2 separate regions of the Mus musculus genome follow, and region 2 is linked to region 1. A link is a contact called in public HiChIP or PLAC-seq data. All regions are on one chromosome and are shown on one strand. The core of a region is the stretch at or near the end of the contact, and the rest is flanking DNA. Distances in the headings are between cores, read along the strand shown.

Evidence for each region. HiChIP or PLAC-seq counts read pairs in DNA pulled down with a chosen protein or histone mark.
Region 2: an HNF4G HiChIP or PLAC-seq map of pancreatic cancer cells shows a contact between it and region 1. The contact joins the enhancer-like site here to the promoter of Ufsp1 in region 1. A contact is called at or near these places in 1 of 39 promoter capture datasets (neural stem cells), 1 of 484 Hi-C or Micro-C datasets (ventricular fibroblasts), 3 of 115 datasets of contacts at active chromatin or transcription factors (embryonic stem cells and pancreatic cancer cells) and 3 of 9 other capture datasets (adipose tissue, liver and pancreatic islet).

The regions. Positions count from the first base shown.
Region 1 is chr5:137,292,483-137,298,281 of GRCm38.p6, forward strand. Ufsp1 (UFM1-specific peptidase 1) reads left to right here and starts at 2,187. Exons shown (of 1, transcript NM_027356.2): 1 at 2,187-3,182. The coding sequence starts at 2,308. The coding sequence ends at 2,961. Ache (acetylcholinesterase) reads left to right here. Exons shown (of 5, transcript NM_009599.4): 4 at 686-855; 5 at 1,635-1,984. The coding sequence ends at 1,756. Srrt (serrate RNA effector molecule homolog (Arabidopsis)) reads right to left here. Exons shown (of 20, transcript NM_031405.2): 12 at 5,746-5,799; 13 at 5,317-5,505; 14 at 4,858-5,031; 15 at 4,597-4,750; 16 at 4,293-4,486; 17 at 3,985-4,141; 18 at 3,736-3,837; 19 at 3,505-3,631; 20 at 3,222-3,424. The coding sequence ends at 3,349. Mir8116 (microRNA 8116) reads left to right here and starts at 1,298; the gene lies at 1,298-1,394. It also overlaps Mir7036.
Region 2 is chr5:137,423,191-137,428,989 of GRCm38.p6, forward strand. It overlaps Zan (zonadhesin), which reads right to left. Exons shown (of 88, transcript NM_011741.2): 37 at 5,192-5,333; 38 at 4,604-4,821; 39 at 2,974-3,115; 40 at 2,367-2,584; 41 at 1,339-1,480; 42 at 726-943. Among named protein-coding and RNA genes, the nearest start is that of Zan, 51 kb to the right of the region's middle. Within about 2 kb of position 2,296, at least 42 of the 459 cell types and tissues checked have an H3K27ac peak or open chromatin away from gene starts, as enhancers often do. A contact at or near this core is called in pancreatic cancer cells, where this site is marked.

The DNA.
Region 1 (5,799 bases), core at 937-3,436:
GAGGTTTGGGGGTGTAGCTCAGTTAGTACTTACCTACCTAGCATGCACAAACCCTTGGGTGCATCTGATTTTCGTTTCCCAAAGTAAAAGTAATAATTGTAGAGACAGGACTGCACCTACCTACACAGCTAAAAGCACAATCCTAGAATTTTTATTTTAAAATAGGGTCTCGCTATGTAGCACTGGCTGGTCTGGAAATCTCCATGTTGATCAGGCTGGCTTCAAACTCAGAAAAATTAGCCTGCCTCTGCTTCCCGGGTGCTGGGATTAAAGCCTGTAGTACCGCACCCAGCTAGAAAGACTTTGAAAACAAAGGGAAATGGAGAAAGAGACAGAGATGTCCAGTGGAAAGAAAACTTCCCTAGGTGGTGGAATGGTAGAAGGTACTTAAAATGAGAAGGGAACCTATCCATGTCTGTAAATCCGTACTCTGGGAAACTGAGGCAGAAGCATTGGCAGCACTCATTTCTCTCTCTCTCTCTCTCTCTCTCTCACACACACACACACACACACACACACACACACACACACTCACACGGGGCGAGGGCGGGGGTGGGGGGCTGGCTGGAGTAGGGAGAAGAGAGTTGGGTGTTAAGAGTTGAAGAGGGTCCAGAGTCAGGAAAAGGATCCACGTCTTCATTCCTTATTCCTCTGGGCAGGCTGAGATTTCCCTTTCCTTCCTCAGGGACCCCAATGACCCTCGAGACTCCAAATCTCCACAGTGGCCACCGTACACCACTGCCGCGCAGCAATATGTGAGCCTGAACCTGAAGCCCTTAGAGGTGCGGCGGGGACTGCGCGCCCAGACCTGCGCCTTCTGGAATCGCTTTCTCCCCAAATTGCTCAGCGCCACCGGTAGGCGCATGGAGTGGGGGGAGCAGGGAATGCACAAGGCGGCAAGGGTTGGAAGGAGGGGAGAGAGATGGGGTGCAAAACACAGGGTGTAATCCCTCTCTTCTCCACCTCCCCAGCCACGGAGGCTCCTTGCACCTGCCCAAGCCCCGCCCATGGGGAGGCGGCCCCGAGGCCCGGGCCGGACTTAGCCCTGTCCCTCCTCTTCTTCCTTTTCCTCCTCCACTCCGGGCTTCCGTGGCTCTAACTGCAATCCTTTCCCCTTCTGGTCTCAAAGCACACTTACTCTAGTGTGTAGCTGAGAAGGGGCCCCTCTCAGGGATACAGAACCCCACTCCATTCTCAAGCCGAGACAAAATGGACAGACTCAGGGATCTTTGTTAAACAAAAATTCAAAAAACAGGATTTTTTTTTTTTTAATGTAAAAAATTATCCTTTGGAGCTTGAGCCTGGTGTTGAGGGGAGAAGGATCCGGGGCTAGTTGGCGTCAGCCAAAGGGCCTTATAATCGCCAACTATTTCTGTATCTTCTCTCTTTTCCCCACTAACCCATGAACCCTTCTCCCACTCTGATCCTGTCCCTCCCCTCCGTCTTCCGGTGATTTTTATCTCTTCCTCTCCTTCCTGTTCCACCTCTCCCTTCATTCTCCGGATCATCCACTGTTCTCTTTCCACCACCCCGCTCGGCCTCCGACAATGCGTGTGTGCCGGCGCACTCACGACCGGTCTCCACTACCCGACCTGTTCCGTTTCTCCCACTCTTGCGGGGTGCCCTGGCCGCAGATACTCTGGACGAGGCGGAGCGCCAGTGGAAGGCCGAGTTCCACCGCTGGAGCTCCTACATGGTGCACTGGAAGAACCAGTTCGACCACTATAGCAAGCAGGAGCGCTGCTCAGACCTGTGACCCCTTGGGGGACCCCAGGTCCTGCCGCCCTGCCCGAGCCCCTAGCTGTATATACACTATTTATTTAAGGGCTGGGATATAATACGACCGAGCCCCCAGGCCCTGTCCACTCCTCCCCGACTTCCTCCCACTAGGGGCTCCCCATCTTCTGCATGTCTTGGGCTAAGCTCCCCTCCCCGCGGTGCCTTCGCCCCTCTGGGCCGCCAATAAACTGTTACAGCCACCAGAGTCTGTGCAACACGCGGGAAGTTGGGGCGGGGATGAGGTCAGAGACGCTGGGAACAGAAGCCTCGGGATTGGTGAGCACTGAGGCACCCTGCCCGCAGCATCCGGCGGAAGCAAGCGCTGGGCCCGCCCCTAGGGGCGGAGCCTGCGACTGCGCAGCCAGGCTGGTTTGCCGGCGCCTTTTAGAAGGCTCCTTAATTCGTCTGCCTGTGGAATCATCTCTCCTGCCGCTAGCCTGCTTGCTGAGAGTTCTCCGGTTCTACGTGCCCACACTGCCCGTAGCTAGTCCCAGAAAACACCAGGAACCCGGAATTGGCCCTGCCTCGATGACAGCTGCTCTACCGAGCACCCTGGAGCTGCTGAAGGACGTGCACCTGGGCCTGCCTGTGCCCTGCCATGATCCCGCCCGACTGGCCCTCCTCTCAGGCCACTACCTTTACTATCACTATGGTTGCGATGGACTGGATGACCGTGGCTGGGGATGCGGCTACCGCACCCTGCAGACGCTGTGCTCCTGGCCAGGGGGCCAGTCCTCGGGCGTGCCTGGACTGCCAGCCTTGCAGGGAGCCCTAGAGGCCATGGGCGACAAGCCCCCCGGATTCCGGGGCTCCCGTAACTGGATCGGCTGTGTAGAGGCCAGTCTCTGCCTAGAACACTTCGGAGGACCTCAAGGGCGCCTATGCCACTTGCCCCGCGGAGTAGGGCTTAGGGGAGAAGAGGAGCGGCTTTATTCACACTTTACAACGGGTGGGGGCCCAGTAATGGTAGGAGGAGATGCAGATGCCCAGTCCAAGGCCCTGCTGGGGATCTGTGAGGGGCCAGGTTCAGAAGTCTATGTCTTGATACTGGACCCACACTACTGGGGCACTCCAAAAAACCGTTGTGAACTACAAGCTGCTGGATGGGTGGGCTGGCAAAAGGTAAAAAGCGTCTTTGATTCCAATTCCTTCTACAACTTGTGCTTCACCAGAAATCTCTGAATCACCACGCCCTACCTGCACCGTTGGGTAGATCCCAGAACTGAGACTAAACACAGCCACCTATTTACTTCGCACAGGCCCCCACCGCGATCAAGTTTGGGCCTGGCACAATGATACGGGCAGGTGAATCTGAGTTCAAAGCCAACTTGGTCTACACAGCAAGGCCAAGCTGGAATTAGAGATACTGTTCTGAAAAATAATAAATTGGCGTAATTCAGCTTACTATGGCCCAGCCTGTGTTTGGGAAGGGACATACAGCACACAGTTAACACACACTACCAAAGTGTTTTTACTAGCGGGTAAAATAACGTACAAAAAACTTTTCAGCTGATGGGATAAAGTGGTCACGGGTACTGATGTAGCAATGCAGGAGGGGACATGGATGGCTCAAAAGAAGTCAACATCATCCGGGGCATCCAGGTCCCGATACTCCACTATGGCCCTTGGGTCTCCTCGAACCATCCTGTGAGATAAAGGAAATGTGAACAGATGTCCCTATAGTCAGAGACGGGGAAAGGCAGCCTGGGCATCGTTCGTGCTCACCTGTTCCGAGGTTTCCCAGGATAACCGCCTTGGCCTCGAAAAGCATCATAGTTCCCACGGCCGGCACCATATGGAGCATGGGGGTATGGAGGCCCTCCTGTTGGGACTGCAGGGCGGACAGCACCAGCTATGACAAAGACCCAGGGTGAACTAAAAACTGACCTCAACCTCAGCCTAAGCTTTGTAGCCGCCTACAGACACCAAACCCCTGCACTGCCTTTCCACACTCACCTCCATAGCCCAAGATGGGAGGCCGGGGCTGACCATATGGCATCAAGCCCTGTGGCGTCTGATGTGGGTAGGGAAGTCCTGGGGTCAGGCCTGGGGGGAGTACAACACGGACAGGAACATGAATTACTGCGGGGGAGGAAAGGGACTGACAAGAATTCTAGGAATAGGGCCTGAAGGTTAGTGGAGCACACTTCTCAAAGTAGAAGAAAGAAGTCAAAGGTATGGCAGCCACCACAGATCGTATCTTACTCTGGGCAGGGCCAGGTGGCTGAGCTGGCTTGATCTCAGGCAAAGCTGGGCGCTTGGCGTCTGTGAGAAAGTTATTGAAGAACGCCACCTCCTTCTTCACCTCCTCGATCTTCTCGGCATGCTTATTGAAGATATGCTTGCGCACAAACTCCGGGCCCTGGGAGGAGCGGATGAGGACGGACAGCATGCTGCAGTCTCTTCCCCACCGAACCCCGCTGGAAGGTAACAGCTTCCTCCAGGCTTTTAGGGGTTTTGCTACCCAAGCCCTCCTCCCAATCTACCCTCACAATTCTTTTCACATCTCAGACCTTGAATTTCTTGCCACTGAGAGGACATAGCCACTTATCCTTGCCCAGTTCCTGCGTGTTGGAGGTGACAAACTTCTCCACTTCCTGCTCTGGGTCTTTTCGACCCATCTTCTGGGCCTCTTCCTCAGAAAGGGATTCACGCACACTCAACAGTGGAGTCAGTTTCTCCTCAAATGTCTTCTGCCACTCCAGCACTGTGTGGGTGACAAAGGCAAGCTGAGAGGGAGACTGGAGCAAGGGGGAAGAGGAGGGACAGTAGACAGAGGTTGGCCATGAAAGACAACATGAGGGACCTGCAACGTACCTTCTCCGTGACTAATTCGGTTGGGAGGCATGGGCCCCCGAACGTGGATTATGCCACAGCGGTTGGGCATCTCGTCTTCATTAGGGTACTCACAGGTGTTATAATAATCCAGAGAATGCACAATACGCAAATAGAGAAGAAGTTTATCCAAGACCTGGGGGGCGGGGAGGGTGGACACACAAGGTCACTATTCAGCCCCGATACAGAAAGCCGCATGCCGCACTCCCCTGGACGCATGCTCCAGATGGTCGGAACTGGCACCTTGATCAGCTTCTCATCTCTCTCCACGTTGATCTCGGCTGGGTTGCCCTCCTTGGGAGGCTCCTCAGGAGGGGGTCCCCCACTGCTCCCCAGAAGCTCCTCCTCCTCCGCACTCACTTCCTCAATCAGGTAGTCAGTGATGTTCTTCAGGATGGGGTTTTGCGAGGGGAGGCTCTAGCGAGGAGGACATGGACAGTAAGGCAGAGAAATCAGCGCAGAAACTGGGCCATGAAGACAGGATCAGCATCACGGACAAACCCTGTCTCCTAATCTCATTCGTCCATCCTAACCCACAAATGACTATGCTGTTGGAAGCTAGAGGAGGTAGCATCCAGACAAAGGGGCAAACAAAGGAGGTTATGGATAGGACCCAGGGATCAGGAAAACAAGCAGATGAGGTCAGGGGTAGCACAAGGAACCATTGGGTACACTAGAAACCATCCCCTGGGAGTCACTGACTGTGGGCACAGGAGGCGTCCCAGGCTCAGAGGCCCAGAGCTGGGTCCTGTCATCCAGTGTGTGGATTAGCTTGGCTGCCAACTTGATGTCATTGCGCACTATCTGCTTGTGCTGTGTAATGCCATTTATGTTGCGGACACGACGGGTCAGGTCTCTGTTCACACCGGGACTCAGTTCACACTCCCGGAGCTATAGAGACATAATTAACAAGGAGGCCATGACTGCCCCAGAACTGCACCCTGAGAGTTGGCCCTACAGAGACCCTTGAACCCAAGCTCTCCCCAAAGGGGACTGAACCATGGTCACAGTCCCAGAACTTCTCAGACAGAAGTGAAGCCTGCAGGTGAAGCCTCACGGCTGAGTGGACACGGGAGAAATGGACAAGCAGAGCCCAACCATGCTTCCTATAGCCCCGCTCCCAACACTCACCCGAATGTTCTGCAGGTTCCAACAGATCTCCTTAATGTTAACACTGCGGTCAAA
Region 2 (5,799 bases), core at 1,046-3,545, 130 kb after region 1:
GTCACCTGTCTTTGGATCCTTTCCTCTCACTGGGCTGCTCACCTAGTCTCAATAGGTGAAGATGCACCTAGTCTACTGCAACTTGATATGCTGAGGCTGAGTAATACCTGTGGGAGGCCTCCCCTTTTTTGAAGAGAAAGGGAGAAGGAATGGATGGTGGGAGGGGAGGGGAGGGGAGGGGAGGGGGAAAGAACTGAGAGGGGAGGAGGGAGGGGAAATGAAGATATGGATGTAAAGGAAATAAACAAACGGACTTAAAAAAAGAAAAAAGGAATATGCTACCATGCTCAGTACAATACTAGTTTTTAGAACAAATGTGAGTGTGTACATGTATGCGCACGTGTGTATGTGAACACATGTTTGTATGTATGTATGCGTGCATGTGCATGTTTGTGTTTTCTCTGGCATGGTTATAAATAGGAGTGCATGTATCTGTAGAAGCCAGAGGAAAACCTCAGGTGTTGGTCCTCACTTTCTACAGCGCTCTCGCCCCTTTCCTGTTCTTCACTGCTGCCCACACAGGAGTATCTAGCCCTTAAGTTTCTGGGGGTTCTCCCGTCCCTGTTCCCCAAATCCCAATAGGAGCCTGTGGAATTAGAGGCAGACTGCCGTGGTTTACACGGGTTGTAGGAATTCAAACTCAGGGTCCCATACTTCCAGAGCAAATGTTTTCACACTGAGCCATTTCCCAGCCCCCACCAACCCCACTCTCCACGCCCACTCACCGGGATGAGAACACCCTGAGCATCTTTGCAGCCACACTCAATTCTGAGCACACACTTGTCGTTACTCAGCACATAGTCAGGTTCACAAACGCAGCCCTCCTTGCAGGTGGAGGGGGCTTCGGGGCTGGTGCCTCTACAGAGGCCATCTGGGTCAGAGCAGGAAGGCAGGCAGGAGGGAAGGCAGTGGGTGTAGAGGCTGTGGTCCGGGCACTGCAGAGCTATAGGGGAAAGAGAGAGTGGGGTAAGTGGAGAGGCCCAGAGGGGGCTTAAAGAAGCACACGCTATAGAAACAGGAGAAGCTAGAATGTTCAAGAAAACTTGAAGGTAGGTTTTTGGGTCCCCCCCCCAAAATATTTACTGACCACAGGCTGTGTGCCAATCCCCTAGGAAAGGAAGTAATGAGAATGGGTCTTCTGAGTTATTATGGGGTGGTAACCATGAGGAAACCAAGTCTAAGAAAGTACCCAGCCCAAAAATTGGTCCCCCGAATCTCTCCTCACTGTGTTACCTCCTACCCCTGACCTCTCAGGCCCAGGGGACTAAGCTCCCTCTGGCCGTGCCCCTAATTTTTCCAGTCATGAACAGCCCCCCACCGTTCCTGTGGTCCTCTTACTGATTTCAGTGCAGTTACTGGTGTCATCCTTGATGTCCTTGCAGTAGGTCCCTGAGGGACACTGGAAGTCCCTGCAGTGGATGGTCCCTGTCACACAGGCACAGGTTTGTGTGCAGCCTTTGTTGATCCAGATCTTGTCTGCCTACAAAAGCCACGGGAGTTAAAAAATGGAACAGGAGCAGGAAGTCTGGTTAGAGGGCCACAGCCTCATCTCTCTGAAGTGCTGACCTTTGCCCTTCATATCTGCACGTTTCACATCTAGTCAGTCAACCAATTATTGATGGAAAATTGGAGGTGGTGGGGGTGAGACCTGTGTGATTGGTAGAGCACCTGCCTAGAAGCTCCCATCAAAACCCTTACAGAGCAACTCCGTGGTATCCATCTTCCCTTGGTGGTTTGGGGGCACAGGGCAGTTCACATAGCTTCTGACGACAGATGATTTGCCTGTGGAGGCTCAGCTACAGAGCACTCAGCTAGTATGTTCCAGAACCTGATCAACCCTCACACTCCAGAGGCAGTCATGAAGCCATGCATACAGACAGGCGCATCCCATGTGCACAAGGCAGAAGGGAAGAAAGTTGCCCTCATGGCACTTTTCAAAATGATCTTTGTGTGCGAGTAGGTGCATTTATGTGTGTGAAACTACAGCACATGTATGTGTAGAAGTCAGAGGATGGTCCAAACCCTCAATTGCATATTGACACAGTGCTCTCTCTCTCTCTCTCCCTCTCCCCCTCCCTCCCTCTCTCCCTCTCCCCTTCTCCTCCCCCCTCCCACCCTTTTGGCTGTTGGCCTTCTCCACTGAGCACACAGCACAAGCTAGCCCTCAAGTTTCTAGGGATTCTCCTGTTTCTGCCTCCCATCTCCCAGTAGGAGCGCTGGATTACAGGCACAGGCCACCCAGCCAGTTCACATGCATTGCAAAAATTCAAACGTAGGTCCTCATTCTTTTGGTGCATATACCTCACCCACTGAGTCATCACCCCAGCACCCCCCCATTCCCCATCCCACTCTCCACACCCACTCACAGGGATGAGGACACCCTGGGCATCTTTGCAGCCACACTCAATTCTGGGCACACACTTGTTGTTAAGCACCACATAGTCAGGTTCACAGACACAGCCCTCCTGGCAGGCGGAGGGGGCTTTGGTGGTGGAGCCCCCACAGTGGCCTTCTGGGTCCGAGCAGGAAGGCTGACAGGGTGGAAGGCAGTTGGTGAAGCTGCTGTGGGCGGGGCACTGCAGAGCTGTGGGTTAGAGGGAAAGCTGGGTTAGTGGAAAAGATTAGAGGGGCTCAGGAAACAGTAGCTATGGAAACCAGGTGTGGCTGAAGGCCAACAGAGCTTTTGAGTTTTTTTTTTTTCTCCCTTGTATTATTCATTCAGTAAACATTTACTGAGCATGCGATGCATGCTAAGCTCCAAGGAATGAAGTAATAAAATGGGTCTCCCTGTTCGTCATGGGATACTAACCGTGGAGAAACAAATGCTGAGAAAGGACCCAGTGAGTTATGGGTCAGAATCTCTCCCCTCTATCACTGACCTCCAAGGCCTGGGGAGCTAACCTTCTCATCCTGCCTCCGAGCCCTTTAGTCACGAGCATTCCCGCTCCGTCTTCCCCCAGGTGGCTCCCTTACTGATATTGGCACAGTTGCTGGTGCCATCCTCAATGTCCTGGCAGTAAGTCCCCGAGGGACACTGGAAATTCTGGCATCGAATGACCCCTTCCATGCAGTCACAGCTCTGGGAACAGCCTCTGGAAGTCCAGCTCTTGCCTGCCTGAAGAAGCCACGGGGAAAACAAAGAAAATGAGGAAGAACAGGCTGGTTCAATTGATACAGACACGCCCACGGTCTGAAGGGCTTCGATCTGCCCTCCCTATTTGTAGATTCAGCATCTAGTGTGTCAATCACCCGCAGCGGGGGGAACAAGAAACCTCTACATCTTATCAGGATGTGGTGGCACGATGCCTTCAGTCCAGGCACTCAGGAAGCAGAAGCAGGCGGATCTCTGTAAGTTCTAGGTCAGCCAGAGCTACACAGTGGGATCCTTTCTCAAAAGAACTAAAGCAAGCAAACGACTACATGCTGCACCAGAGGCTGTGGGTAGAGTGCTTGCCTGGAATCCTCCTGTGGGAGTGCCTCCCTAGTGAAGGGAATGACTGGCTGTTAAAGCTGAGGCCTAGAATCTTCCAATGGAAGCCTGGTATGTAACTCAGCCATAGAACACCAGAGTAGGACCCAACTGATAGGCAGAGTGGGAGGTGAGGGTAGGGCAGGTACTAGAGTAAAAGACCTGTCTAGAATCCCCCAGTAAAGGGCATGGGGTGCAGCTCACAGACAGCCTACCTATCCTATGGCAGGCCCTGACCAACCAAGAAATGACATCCTGGTTGGAGAGAAGCAGAGGAAACTAGAAAGTGGCCACCAAACCCATTTAAAAAATACATACATACATACATACATACATACATACATACATACATACATAATACATACATACATAATACATACTTGCATGCATGCATGCATACACACATACACACATACATACATACATACATACATATATACATACATGCGCTGCTCTCCACAAGACTAGTTAGTTCCCACCTCCTGGAGACCCACCAGTATTCAACTACCAGGAGCACTGTGAGTTCAGAGCCACTATAATAGCTTTTGTGGGCTGTGGTAATTTGAACCCAGGTCCTCATAGTTGCACTATGATTGGTGGCCATTCTTGGTTGTCAACTTGATTACATCCGGAATGAACTAAAACCCAAATGACTGGGCACACCTATGAGTGATTTCCTTTCTTAATCGAATCATTTGAAGATGGAAGACCCACTTCCAATCTGGATCTTTGAGGCGAGAAGATTCACCTTTAATATGGACCGCACCTTGTGCTGGCAGCTTATATGAGGGACATGGAAGGAGGAAGCTTTCTCTCTGTGTGAGTGCCCCTCTAGCAAGTCCATTCCTTCACTGGCATTAAAGCCTACTTCTGTGGGATTCTGGGATATACTAAAATCAGTATATGCCTGAGAGATGCAGCCTTATAGACTGAGCAACTACTAGATTCTGGAACCTTCCATTTATAGTCAGCCATTGCTGGGTTAGCTGGACCACAGAGTGTAAATCACTCTAATACATTCCCTTTCTATACACTGTCATTCCATACCCTCTGTTACTCTAGAAAACTCTGATTAATACACCCAAGAGATTGACCCACCAAGCACCCTCAAACCCACTTTCTATGCCAACTCACAGGGATGAAACCACCCTGGGTATGTTGGCAGCCACACTCAATTCTGAGCACACACTTGTCGTTGCGCAGCACATAGCCAGGTTGACACACGCAGCCCTCTTTGCAGTTAGAGTGGGCATTGGTGCTGATGCCCTCACAGTGGCCGTCGGGGTCAGAGCAGGAAGGATGACAGGGGGGAAGGCAGTCTGTGAACTTGCTGTGGGCTGGGCACTGCAGAGCTACGGGGTTGAAGGAGAAAGGGGTTAGTGGAGAGAGTAAAGGGGCCCCATAGAACACAGAAACCAAGCAGGGTAGAATAACTGAGAGATCTCGGGGCTCCCCTTTTCACTGTGCATTCGGCAAACATCTCTGACAGTGGACTATATGCCAAGACATAGAGAAGAAAGGAGGAAGAGTGTGGGAGAGTAACCACTTAGAGACTGACACTGAGAACAGTCCTAGCTCAACATGAGCACCAGAGGCCTTTTTTTAAACTAGGGTAGCTCTTACCCCTGAGCTTTAGGCCTAGAGGGCCCAGATCCTTCTTGCCCTGCCTCTGACTTTTCCTGCCTCGAGCACACCCTCCCAGCTTGCTCATGGCTCCCTTACAGATTTTGACACAGTTACTGCTGCCATCATTGCTGTTCTTGCAGTATGTCCCTGGGGGACACTGGAAATCCCAGCACCTCATGCTTCCTTTCATGCAGGTACAGCTCTGGGTACAGTCTTCGGATATCCAAGTCTTGCCTGCCTACAGAAGTCAGGGGATAAGAAGCTGAGAGTACATTCATTCTTTGTTACCCCCCCCCCCAGCAACTTTTTACTGAGTGTGCACTATATGCCACACCCTTGGAAAAGAAGAAGATGGATCCAGCTCTTGCCTTCCCACAGAAGCCATGTGAAGGGAAAGATAGTAAGGGGGCAGGGAGAGACTCTTCAGGAGAGACAGCCTTCCGTCCTGTTGAAGGACAGGAGGCCTTGTCTGTCTGCAGGTTTCACCTCTACTGAGTCAATAAACCACAGATGGGAAAAATTACATCTGAGGCTGGAGGTGGGGTCCAGGAAAGAGAGACTATGTACAGTCAGTCCCCTATCAAGTGGTAATGCACCATCGTGGCCTGTACTAAGCCCTGACCAATTTTCATACTTCAGGGCCATTGATCCAGACCAGTTCATTCCAGTCTGAGAGAAGCAATGGAAAGAAGGACGTGACCACC